2 separate regions of the Macaca mulatta genome follow, and region 1 is linked to region 2. The links are chromatin contacts, called in public Hi-C maps. All regions are on one chromosome and are shown on one strand. The core of a region is the stretch at or near the end of the contact, and the rest is flanking DNA. Distances in the headings are between cores, read along the strand shown. Region 1 holds the start of PLCG2 (phospholipase C gamma 2). Region 2 holds the start of ATMIN (ATM interactor).

Region 1 (5,259 bases), core at 2,268-4,767, 680 kb before region 2:
TGGATGGAGAATAGACGGATAAAGGGTGGGTGGATGGGTCAGTGGGTGGACGGATGGTCAAAATAAGAGGAGATTGAGTGAGCCTTCTCCAGCAGTCTTGAAATCACCATCTAGATATGAGTTCCCCACATTCTAGAGAAAGGTAGAAAGCCAAGGGCCGACCCCCGGGGCCTATTAAAAAGTAGTGCAAAATATTCCACTCTCTCCGGATGTCATCCCATCTCCAAAAGAAGACTGGAGGTCCATGAGCAGGGAGAGAAAAATAAGGAAATACCCTTCCCAGGTTCCAGGTTCACTCCTGTCCTCCAGCCACCCCCAGCCCAAGGCAGGTGATGCTTGATCTTCATGCTGCCTGCCTGGACTAGAGGAGAAAGAGTTGCCAAGAGGTGCCTGGGTGGGGAGAGGTGACCACAGCAATGTCCTCCAGTCTACAAGTCAGGGCAGTGTGAGTTTCTGGGAGTCACGTGGACACTAGGAGGCAGTAGGCCTGAGACAGCTTCCTGTTATCCCACCCAGAAAGGAAAAAGAGACCCAGCAGGGGGCAGCAGGAGGTGGGAGGTGGTCCACAGGGGGAAGGGGCTGGGGGGAACATGGCCTGGGGACCATCACCTCCACCCCTGCCTCATGGGGTCTCTCCCAGAGCTGGCACCTGGGCCACCATTTGAACATCCCCACTGTCAGCCAGAGAAGCAGCAATGGCCTACGGAGGACAAGGGCAACACCAGCAAAATGAGGCAGGTACTCAGAAAAGGGAGGGGCTGAAGGAAACATGAACATAGTTTTGAGGCCAAAATCTTAACTAGTGTAGACTGACCTTTTGCTACAAAGGTATTTTAAGAAACTGGAAAAGCCCAGGCATGACGGCTCACACCTGTAATCCCAGTGCTTTGAGAAGCCAAGGTGGGAGGATCACTGAAGGCCAGGAGTTTGAAAACAACCTGGGCAACATGGTGAGACCCCCTCTCTATAAAAAATTTAAAAATAAGTCAGGCGTGGTAGCACTGGCCTGTAGTCCCAGCTACTCAGGAGGCTGAGGTGGGAGGATCACTTGAGTCCAGGAGGTTGAGAGTGTGGTGAGCTATGAGGGTGCCAGTGTACCTCAGCCGGGGTGACAGAGTGAGACCCTATCTCCAAAAAAAAAAACACATCTATAAAAAAAAAACAAACTGGAAAGATCTGACAGAGCAGCGCGTAGCACTAAGAACACCATTTCACATATGTGCTTCAGGGAACACATGTGTGAACACAATAAATAAACCAGCAGCTTCCACAATGTCCCTTGTAGGTCCTGGGGCCACAGGGAGGATTCCGTGACCTCATAAAGCATTCAGGACACCGCTTGGCACAAGGAGGGACTGGGTCAATGTTCCTTAGCGAATAGGCACTGGAAACAAAACAGGGGGAGTGGAGGGAGGTCAGTAAGAGGCTGCTGGTTCCCTCTTCGTGTGCTCCTGTGGCAGGCCAGGTCTCACTAACACAGGCCTCATAACAATGGTTTCAGCACTGACTGAGTGGTTCGGTGAAATATTAAAAGCTGAAAGAGCCAGTACCCTTCTACAAAGACTGGAATATCACAAAAGCCCACCAAGAGTTTTGCCTGGGCCTTTCCTGGGCCTTGAAGCATGACAGGAAAACGAAGGAATTCTTAATGGGACCCATTTAGGATTAAACAAATTTTATTGGGGGTCTGAAATAACTCCCCAGACCTCCACAGACAAGTTTACTGGGGGTCTGAAGGAACTCCCCACACCTCCATGATTTAGTAGGAGACAAGATAAGGGTAATCACCCCAGCACCTGGACCCATTTAGATGAACTAAATTTACTGAGGCTCCAGAGGAAGAGCTTCAGGACTCAGACCTTAGCTACAGAAGTTAATCACGGCCGGGCGCGGTGGCTCAAGCCTGTAATCCCAGCACTTTGGGAGGCCGAGGCGGGCGGATCACAAGGTCAGGAGATCGAGACCACAGTGAAACCCCGTCTCTACTAAAAATACAAAAAATTAGCCGGGCGCGGTGGCGGGCGCCTGTAGTCCTAGCTACTCAGGAGGCTGAGGCAGGAGAATGGCGTGAACCCAGGAGGCGGAGCTTGCAGTGAGCCGAGATCGCGCCACTGCACTCCAGCCTGGGCAACAGCGTGAGACTCCGTCTCAAAAAAAAATAAAAATAAAAAAATAAAAATAAAAATAGAAGTTAATCACTTATGTCTTTAGATGAATGCACACTTAGACGTAGACATGTAGCTTAGAAGGTATATAAGCTCTGGAAAACTTTGTAATTTTGAGTTGGTCTGGGGATAATCTCCAGGCCTTCTCCCTGTACCCGGTTACAGAAACCAACTCCTTCCTTTCCCCGTTCATCTGCATCTGGTTATGGGGCCGGAGAATAAGCAGCCCCACCCTCAGTTTGGTCCGGAAACACTCCTGTTAAAGGGGGGAGCACAGGAGCATACCAGAACACTCTTCTGCCAAGACAACTTCCAGACTGGGGACTAAGTCTCTGGACCCCAGGGTGGGGAAGCCTGGGCCCCCATCTCAGGGGGTTCCTCATCGGCTACCCCAGGAGCTAGTGCAAGGCCGAAGCCACGTCTGGGCGACACGGGGCGGGGCGGGCTGGGTGCAGCAGGGAGCCCTCCCATTCTGGGCATCCTGCCTCTGCCAGGGCTGTGCTCCTAGGTGGAGCCACCGCCTGCGCCTGCACCGCCTGCAGGACCCAGGTCTGTGCCTTCTGCTTCCCTCAGCCTCGCAGAGCCTCCCCGCCCCGGGCTCCCGCAGCTGCAACGCTGGGCAGGGAAGCCGGATCTCCATGACAACGTTGACGTCATCGGCCCCGGGCTGGGAACTGCCTCCCGCCCCCAGCAGCGGCCAGGCCCAGCCCCAGCCCGGATCTGCAGCAGCTGGGACCCCCACGGGGGTTGGCGCCGCCGACCCTGTCCTCTGACCTTCCCGTCCCGGCCACCAGGGGCAGACAAGCGTGAACAGGCCAGCCAGGCTCTCACCTGCCTGCCAACTTCCCGAGATCCCGCTTCTTCCCGCCCTTTCCTTTTGTCCTCAAATTGCTCTCAGCTGGTTGCAAGCTCAACAGACCTTGCTTCCTGTTTCATTAACTGGAAGCCCCCTCCCGGGAGAATGTGCATTTTAATAGAATGTGGGGAGTGATGAGCTCGCTGCTCCCTCGACGGCTTCACCTCTGCCTCCCTTTACTCCACAATAAAGAACAACTCCCAGATTATCATATAGCCCCTCCCCCATCCGGGGCGTCTACCCCGTAACAGCTTCCCACTGCCCTAGTGCTGCGACTTCAGAGACCTCGGCTCTCCGCAGCGACCCAGGCCCCCGTACCTCCTCCTGCTCCTCCTCCTCCTCCCTTCCAGCATCTGTTCCGCCGCCGAATTGCCAGGCTCTGCCTCGGGGCCTCCGCACATGCTCTTCCCTCTGCCTGCAAGGCGGTTCCCTCCTTCGCCTCCCCTCGGGCTGGAGACTCCAGCTTCTCTCCAGGTCTAGGCTCGCAGGTGAGCTCAGTGCTGCCCCCTCTTGAAGGCGCTCACAGCAGCCTGCACTTCCTTTCGGCCCTCCGTGGCTGTCCCGAGGGTGAGGACAGTTAACAATGAAGTACTGTGTGTTTCCAAACAGCTACAGGAGGCGTCTGAATGTTCTCACCACAAAGCAGTGATCAAGGTTTGGGGTGATGGATTTGCTCGTTAACCTGATTTGATCATTACACAATGTGTACATGTATGGAAACCTCGCGTTACACCCATAAATAGGTACCATTGCCAAGTGTATCTGAGACATCCCAAAGTATCTGAGACAGGGCTCGATCAATCGAGAGAGTTTATTTTGCAAGGTTTAAGGACGTGCCTGTGACACAGCCTCAGGAGATCCTGATATGTGTCGAAGGTGGTCAAGGTACAGCTTCTTTTTATGCATTTTAGAGAGGCATAATACATCAATATGTGCAAGATGGACATTGGTTCCATCTGGAAGGCTGGGGCAACCCAAAGGGAGCAGGGGCTTCCAGGTTGTAAGTAGATGGAAATTTTTTCTGTTTGCCAATTGGTTGAAAAAGTTATTATCTGTAGTAAGAAATGTCTGAGTCATGGCCAGGTGCCGTGGTATCAGCACTTTGGGAGGCCAAGGTGAGTGGATCACTTGGGGTCAGGAGTTTGAGACCAGCCTGGCCAACATGGTGAAACCCTGTCTCTACTAAAAATACAAAAATTAGCCGGGTGTGATGGCACATGCCTGTAATCGCAGCTACTTGGCAGGTTGAGGCGGGCTGAACCTGGGAGGTGGAGGTTCCAGTGAGCCAAGATCACGCCACTGCAGTCCAGCCTGGACAACACAGTGAGACCCTGTCAAGAAAAGAAAGAAAAAAGAAACAAACAGAGAGAGAAAGGGAGAGAGAGAGAAAGGAAGGAAGGAAGAGAGGAAGGGAAGGAGGGAGGGAGGAAGGAAAAAAAGAGCCAGGTGTGGTGGTTCATGCTTGTAATCCCAGCACTTTGGGAGGCCGAGGCGGGTGGATCACGAGGTCAGGAGATCAAGACCATCCTGGCTAACATTGTGAAACCCCGTCTCTACTAAAAATACAAAAAAATTAGCTGTGTATGGTGGCAGCGCCTATAGTCCCAGCTACTCAGGAGGCTGAGGCAGGAGAATGGCGTGAACCCAGGAGGCGGAGCTTGCAGTGAGCCAAGATTGCGCCACTGAACTCCACCTCCAGCCTGGGAGACAGAGAGAGACTCCGTCTCTAAAAAAAAAAAAAAGAAAGAAAAAAGAAAGGAAGGGAGGAATAAAGAAAGAAAGAAAATGTCTGAGTTGCAATATGGGTTGTGCAGACCAAGGTTTTCTCATGCAGATGGTGCCTCCACGTAGCAGGCTTCAGAGAGAATAGGTTGTAAATGTTTCTTATCAGACTTAAGGTCTGTGTTAAAGCTGGAGGGTATAATGAGAAATGTCCAACCCCCTCTTCCAGGACGGCCTGAACTAGATTTTCAGGTTAATTCTAGAATGTCCTTGGCTGAGAGGAGGGGTCCATTCAGAAGGTTGCAGGGCCTTACAATTTTATTTTTGGTTTACAGTGTCTGTTAAAAACAAAATAAAATGCAAAACAAAAAGGAAACTGATTTGTATGATCATTTGTTTAGCAGTTGCCTCCACCCCCAGACTGTATGTGGCCTGAGGGTGAGGATGGCATTAGTTCTATTCATTCCTGAGTCCCTAGCATGCAGGTCACACAGTGAGTGCTCAACACATATTTTT
Region 2 (5,179 bases), core at 1,059-3,558:
ACAGAGTGAGACTGTCTAAACAAAACAAAACAAAAAACCCAACATAATTGAAACAAACCTACTGTATACTAACCAGTCCTGAAAAGTAAATGGTATCTTTATGTTCAACAGATGTTTACCAGGGTTTTTAAACAGCTAGAGCTCCTAACAGCAAGTCCACAGAAAGGAACAACAGAAACTATTAAGAAATAGTTCATTCTAAGTTATGATTAAATAAAGGATTTAGGTTGGGCACGGTGGCTCACACCTGGAATCCCAGCACTTTGAGAGGCCGAAATGGGTAGATCACCCGAGGGTCAGGAGTTCGATACCAGGCTGGCCATCGTGGTGAAACCTGTCTCTACTAAAAATACAAAACAAAATTAGCAGGGTGTGGTGGCAGGTGCCTGTAATCCCAGCTACTAGGGAGGTTGAGGCAGGAGAACTGCTTGTACCCGGGAGGTGGAGGTTACAGTGAGCTGAGATGGCGCCATTGCACTCCAGCCTGGGTGATGGAGTGAGACTCTGTCTCAAAAACAAACAAAAAAAACACAAAAACAACAGGGAAAAAAAGGATTCAGTTAAAATTTAGTATGAAAACAAAACAATAGGTTGAAAGCCATTCCCAGAGTTACACTTGTGTGCTGAAAGAAACCTAGAGCTTTTCAGTCCAACAATTCAGCCCTACCTGCAGGGTCTTCCTCAGCATACCTCAAGTACATTTCCTGACTGGCTCCCTGATCTTCATTTGAGAACGTTGTTGTACCTCAGTTTAGATGGTGGTAAGAGCAGATCACCCTTCATTGGCGACACATCTGTCCTACTAGAGACTACAACCTCAGAGTTTTCTGCTGTGAAATTCTTATCAGAAGCCTGACTACGCGCAGACAGAACATGCAATACTCTGGGTACTCTAAATTTACTCCTGATCATCAAAAGCTACATATTCGCAGAACTGCTTTCAATGACTTGCGCTTTTGAATTACGTCACTGCTGGCCTGGAGTGGTGGAAGGAAACTTGCCATTGTAATGACTGAGAGATTATGACTTAATAGGTCTGGGGTGGGGTTGGACATCTGGATTTTTAATAAGCTTGTCACAGATGTGTCCCGGGGTTGAAAATTACAGCCCCGTTTTGCATAACATGGAGGGTTGTTCAGACTATTGTCATGGTGTATTTACTGTGTCCCCCTCTTAGAGAAGAGCCACAGGGGCAATTTCCCTTAGGTCTCAATCCTGAGCTGATCTTACCAACACCGTGAAACTGACCGATGGTGTTTAGAGGCAAACCTACCGCCCCTTTAAAACATTTTTTTATTCTTAATCGACACACAGTAATCATTCCTACTGATGGGGCGCAGTGTGCAGCATGGATGCACATACACATTGCACAGTGATCAAGTCTGAGTATTTAACGTGTCCTTGACCTCAAACGTATTGTCTCTTGGTGGTAAGAACATTTAAAACCCTCTCTTCTAGTTATTTTGGCACATACAGTCCACTGGGCAGCACCTAAGGGCGGAATTGTGGGTGTGGTGGCAAGCACAGGGCTTCAGAACCAGAGGCCCCGGTTTAAAGCCCCGCATCACCTAGGTTGTTGCATAATCTGTTTCTCATTAATATAATGGAGACGACGCGTCCGTCGCCAAACTGCAGTGAGAAGTCACGGGCAAAAACGTGTAAAATGCCTGGGCCGGCGCCCGGCACAACCCTCGGGGCCAGGGAACCGGCGCGTGTGGCAGACCCGGGGCTCCCGGCTCCTCCTCCCCGCCAGAGGCCGCACCTGCGGGGCCAGTCGCGAGGGTTCGACAGCCGCCTCCGGCCGGGGCGGGCAGACGCCGGCGGGGCAGCGGCGGCGCGCAGGGCGCTCGTCCCCCCGAGGCCGGGTTCGCGCGCCGGCGCCGGGCGCTTTGTTGGAGCCAGGCCCAGCTGCCCGGGCCGCCGGCCGCCGGCCGCGTCGGGCTCACCTGCAGGCGGTGGCTCTTGACCAGGTGCATGTTGAGCGCGGGGCTGTTGGGCAGGATCTTGCCGCAGCCGCGCACGGTGCACAGGATGTTGGTCCGCACGGCCCGGGACAGCTCACTCACCGACGGCTGGATCAGCTCCCCAGCCGGCGGCGCGGGGGCCGCGGGCTGCTGCGTCGCCCCCGCGGGCCGCGGCCGGCTGCCCCTCAGTCGGGGTCCCGGGGGCACCCACGGGCCCGAGGCGGCGGCGGCGGCTCCTCTCGTGGCCACCGGGACGGCCCGGGCACCCGCCGCCAGAGCCGCTGACCCCGCCGCCGCCGCCTCCGAGGCCGCCATGGTTCCCGCACGGACGCGGGGCCCAGCTTGCAGGCCCCGCCCCCGCCGCAGCCACTTCCGGCAGGGGGCGGGGCCGCCAGGCTCATTAGCATCCGGCGGGCCCAGGAGGCCGCGGCGCCTCCTGCCGGCTGCGGAGGGCGCGCCTTGGATGGAGAGGACTTTAGGTGAGGCCGCCAGGGGGCGAAATTTCACCTGCCAGCAGGTAAAAGGTATTGCCCCGCCCCTCTAATCGATCCATTCTTCCTAGGAACGTGGCTTCAGGCAGTAGTCAGATAAAAGAAAAATCAATACGTTGAGCAATGCGTTTACTTCCCAAAGATTAGAAACAACCCAAATATCTAGTGGCAGGTGAGGCAGAAGTACAGTAATTTCCGCCGTTTTTACCTAGGCCTTGCTGGGTACCAGGGAGGTCTAGTGGATACACTTCTCATGCTGTGTCTCATTTTGTCTTCAAAACGACTGTAGCGGGTATGTACTGTAACTTGCCCCACCGTGTGCAGAGAATGACATTTAGGCTTATATAAATTAACTTGACCTAGACCACACTATACAGATGAAAGGATTGTTATAATTGATGGGGTTAATCATTTTAGGGAAGCAGGATTTGCTTGCTTCTATTTTAGTTGCTGAAATTAGGATTACTGTTTGGGAGACACTGTAGTTCAGTATATGATTCCAAAACTTAAATACTTAGACTAGGTAGGTCATGTAAATGGACATAGGAGGCTGGGGTAGACAAAAGGGAGGGGTGAGGACTGCAGTGAAATTGGAAACACATCCTTTATTAAAAGGGGGCAGCTGCCACTCATCTTTGGCATGGCTAGAGTTTTATGTGAAAACTTCCAGCTTTTACATACTAGCAGCTATATTCGTTTTCTCTTGCTATTAACAAATTACCATATGCTTATTGCCTTAACACAAATTTATTATCTTCCAGCTCTGGAGGTCAGAAGAAATGAGTCTGCTGGGCTAAGATCAAGGTGTCAACAGGGCTGTATTTCTTCTGGAGGCTCCAGGGGAGAATCTGTTCACTTGCCTTTCCCAGCTTCTAGAGGTTGCCTACATTCCTTGGCTTATGGCCCCTTCCTCCATCTCCAGAATCAGTAACTGTGAGTTGAGTCTTCGTCACATCACATCACTCTGATTTCTTCAGTAGTGATCCGACTCTTCTATTCTTGAGGCCCCTTGTGATGACATTGGGCCCATTCAAATAATCCAGGATAATTTCTCCAACTGCCAAGTGCCTTTGCCTTGCAAGATAACTGTGATAATGTGAAGTATATATTTGGTCTTTGTCCTGGCATGCAACTCCTAAAATCCTTGGAATCAGCAAACTGATAAGTGTCTTTTTTACGCTAATTAGTTGACTGATGACTTGCAGTCCCTAGGTAGCTTTAGGATGGGACTGGTCATTGGAAAGACCAAGGTAGGATTAGAGGCTTGAGACTTTCAGCCCTCCCCCTCATCCTTTGGGAAGGAGACAGGGGCTGAAGCTTAAGCTGATCAATCATTTCTAGGTAATGAAGGCTCCATAAAATCCCAAAAGAACTGGGTTTAGAGAGCTTCCAGATAGCTGAACGCATGGAGTTTCCTGGAGGGAGGCACACTCAAAGAGGGCATGCATGGAAGCTCCATGTCCCTTCCCACAAGACTTGCCCTATGCATCTTTTCATCTGAATCCTTTGTAACATCCCTTTGCGAAGTCAGACTATGTGTTTTCCTGAGTTCTGTGAGCTGCTCTAGCAAATTAATTGAACATGAAGAAAGGGTTGTGGGAAATGCAATTTATAGCTGGTTAGTCAGAAGTGCAGGTGAAACAACCTGGGGCTGGCAACTGGCCTCAGAAGTGGGTGGTAGTTTTATGGGACTGAGCCCTTAACCTATAGGGCCTGATGATATCTCCAGGTAGTGTTGGAATTGAACTGGAGTACACCCATCTGGTATCTGCTGTAGAACTGATTCCTTATGTCAACCAAGAAGAGGTGAAAGGGCCAGGCGCGGTGGCTCACACCTGTAATCCCAGCACTTTGGGAGGCCGAGGCAGGCGGATCACAAGGTCAAGAGATCGAGACCATCTTGGCCAACGTGGTGAAACCCTGTCTCTACTAAAAATACAAAAATTAGCCAGGTCTGGTGTGCATACCTGTAATCCCAGCTACTCAGGAGGCTGAGGTAGGAGAATTGCTTGAACCCGAGAGATGGAGGTTGTAGTGAGCCAAGATCGTGCCACAGTACTCCAGCCTGGTGACAGAGCAAGACTCCGTCTCAAAAAAAAAAAAAAAAAAAAAAAAGAAGAGGTGAAAGACCACACTGCAAAGCAGTAAGACAAGGTATTAAAAAAAAAAAAAAAAAAAAAAAAAAGAGACAGGGTCTCGCCATGTTGGCCAGCTCGGGGTCAAGTGATCCACCTGCCTCGGCCTCTGAAAGTGCTGGGATTACAGGCACAAGCTACCACATTTGGCCAAACAAGACATTTGTATTGGGGTCTTAGAAATTACAATTTGGGGCCAGGCGCGGTGGCTCACGCCTGTAATCCCAGCACTTTGGGAGGCCAAGGCGGGCGGATCACGAGGTCAGGAGATCAAGACCATCCGGGCTAGCATGATGAAAACCCGTCTCTACTAAAAATACAAAAAATTAGGCAGGCCTGGTGGCGGGCGCCTGTAGTCCCAACTACTCAGGAGGCTGAGGCAGGAGAATGGCGTGAACCCAGGAAGTGGAGCTTGCAGTGAGCCGAGATCACACCACTGCACTCCAGCCTGGGTGACAGAGTGAGACTCCGTCTCAAAAAAAAAAAAAAAAAAAAAGAAATTACAATTTGGGAGACACAGATTCACCTAGAAGCCAAATGGGGTTCTGAAAAGAAGGAGAGAAGTAGAGGTTTTTAAAAGAAAGCAGAG

The links. A called contact is a pair of places that touch in the nucleus more often than the background predicts.
Region 1: a contact with region 2 is called in a Hi-C map of liver, with 3 times the contacts expected there. The contact joins the promoter of PLCG2 here to the promoter of ATMIN in region 2. A contact is called at or near these places in 2 of 14 Hi-C or Micro-C datasets (fetal cortex germinal zone and liver).

The regions. Positions count from the first base shown.
Region 1 is chr20:77,101,517-77,106,775 of T2T-MMU8v2.0, reverse strand. It overlaps PLCG2 (phospholipase C gamma 2), which reads right to left and starts at 3,517. Exons shown (of 33, transcript XM_077986963.1): 1 at 3,340-3,517.
Region 2 is chr20:76,423,069-76,428,247 of T2T-MMU8v2.0, reverse strand. ATMIN (ATM interactor) reads right to left here and starts at 2,308. Exons shown (of 5, transcript XM_077986946.1): 1 at 2,277-2,308; 2 at 1,947-2,197. The coding sequence starts at 1,976. All of the region lies in intron 1 of C20H16orf46 (chromosome 20 C16orf46 homolog), which reads left to right.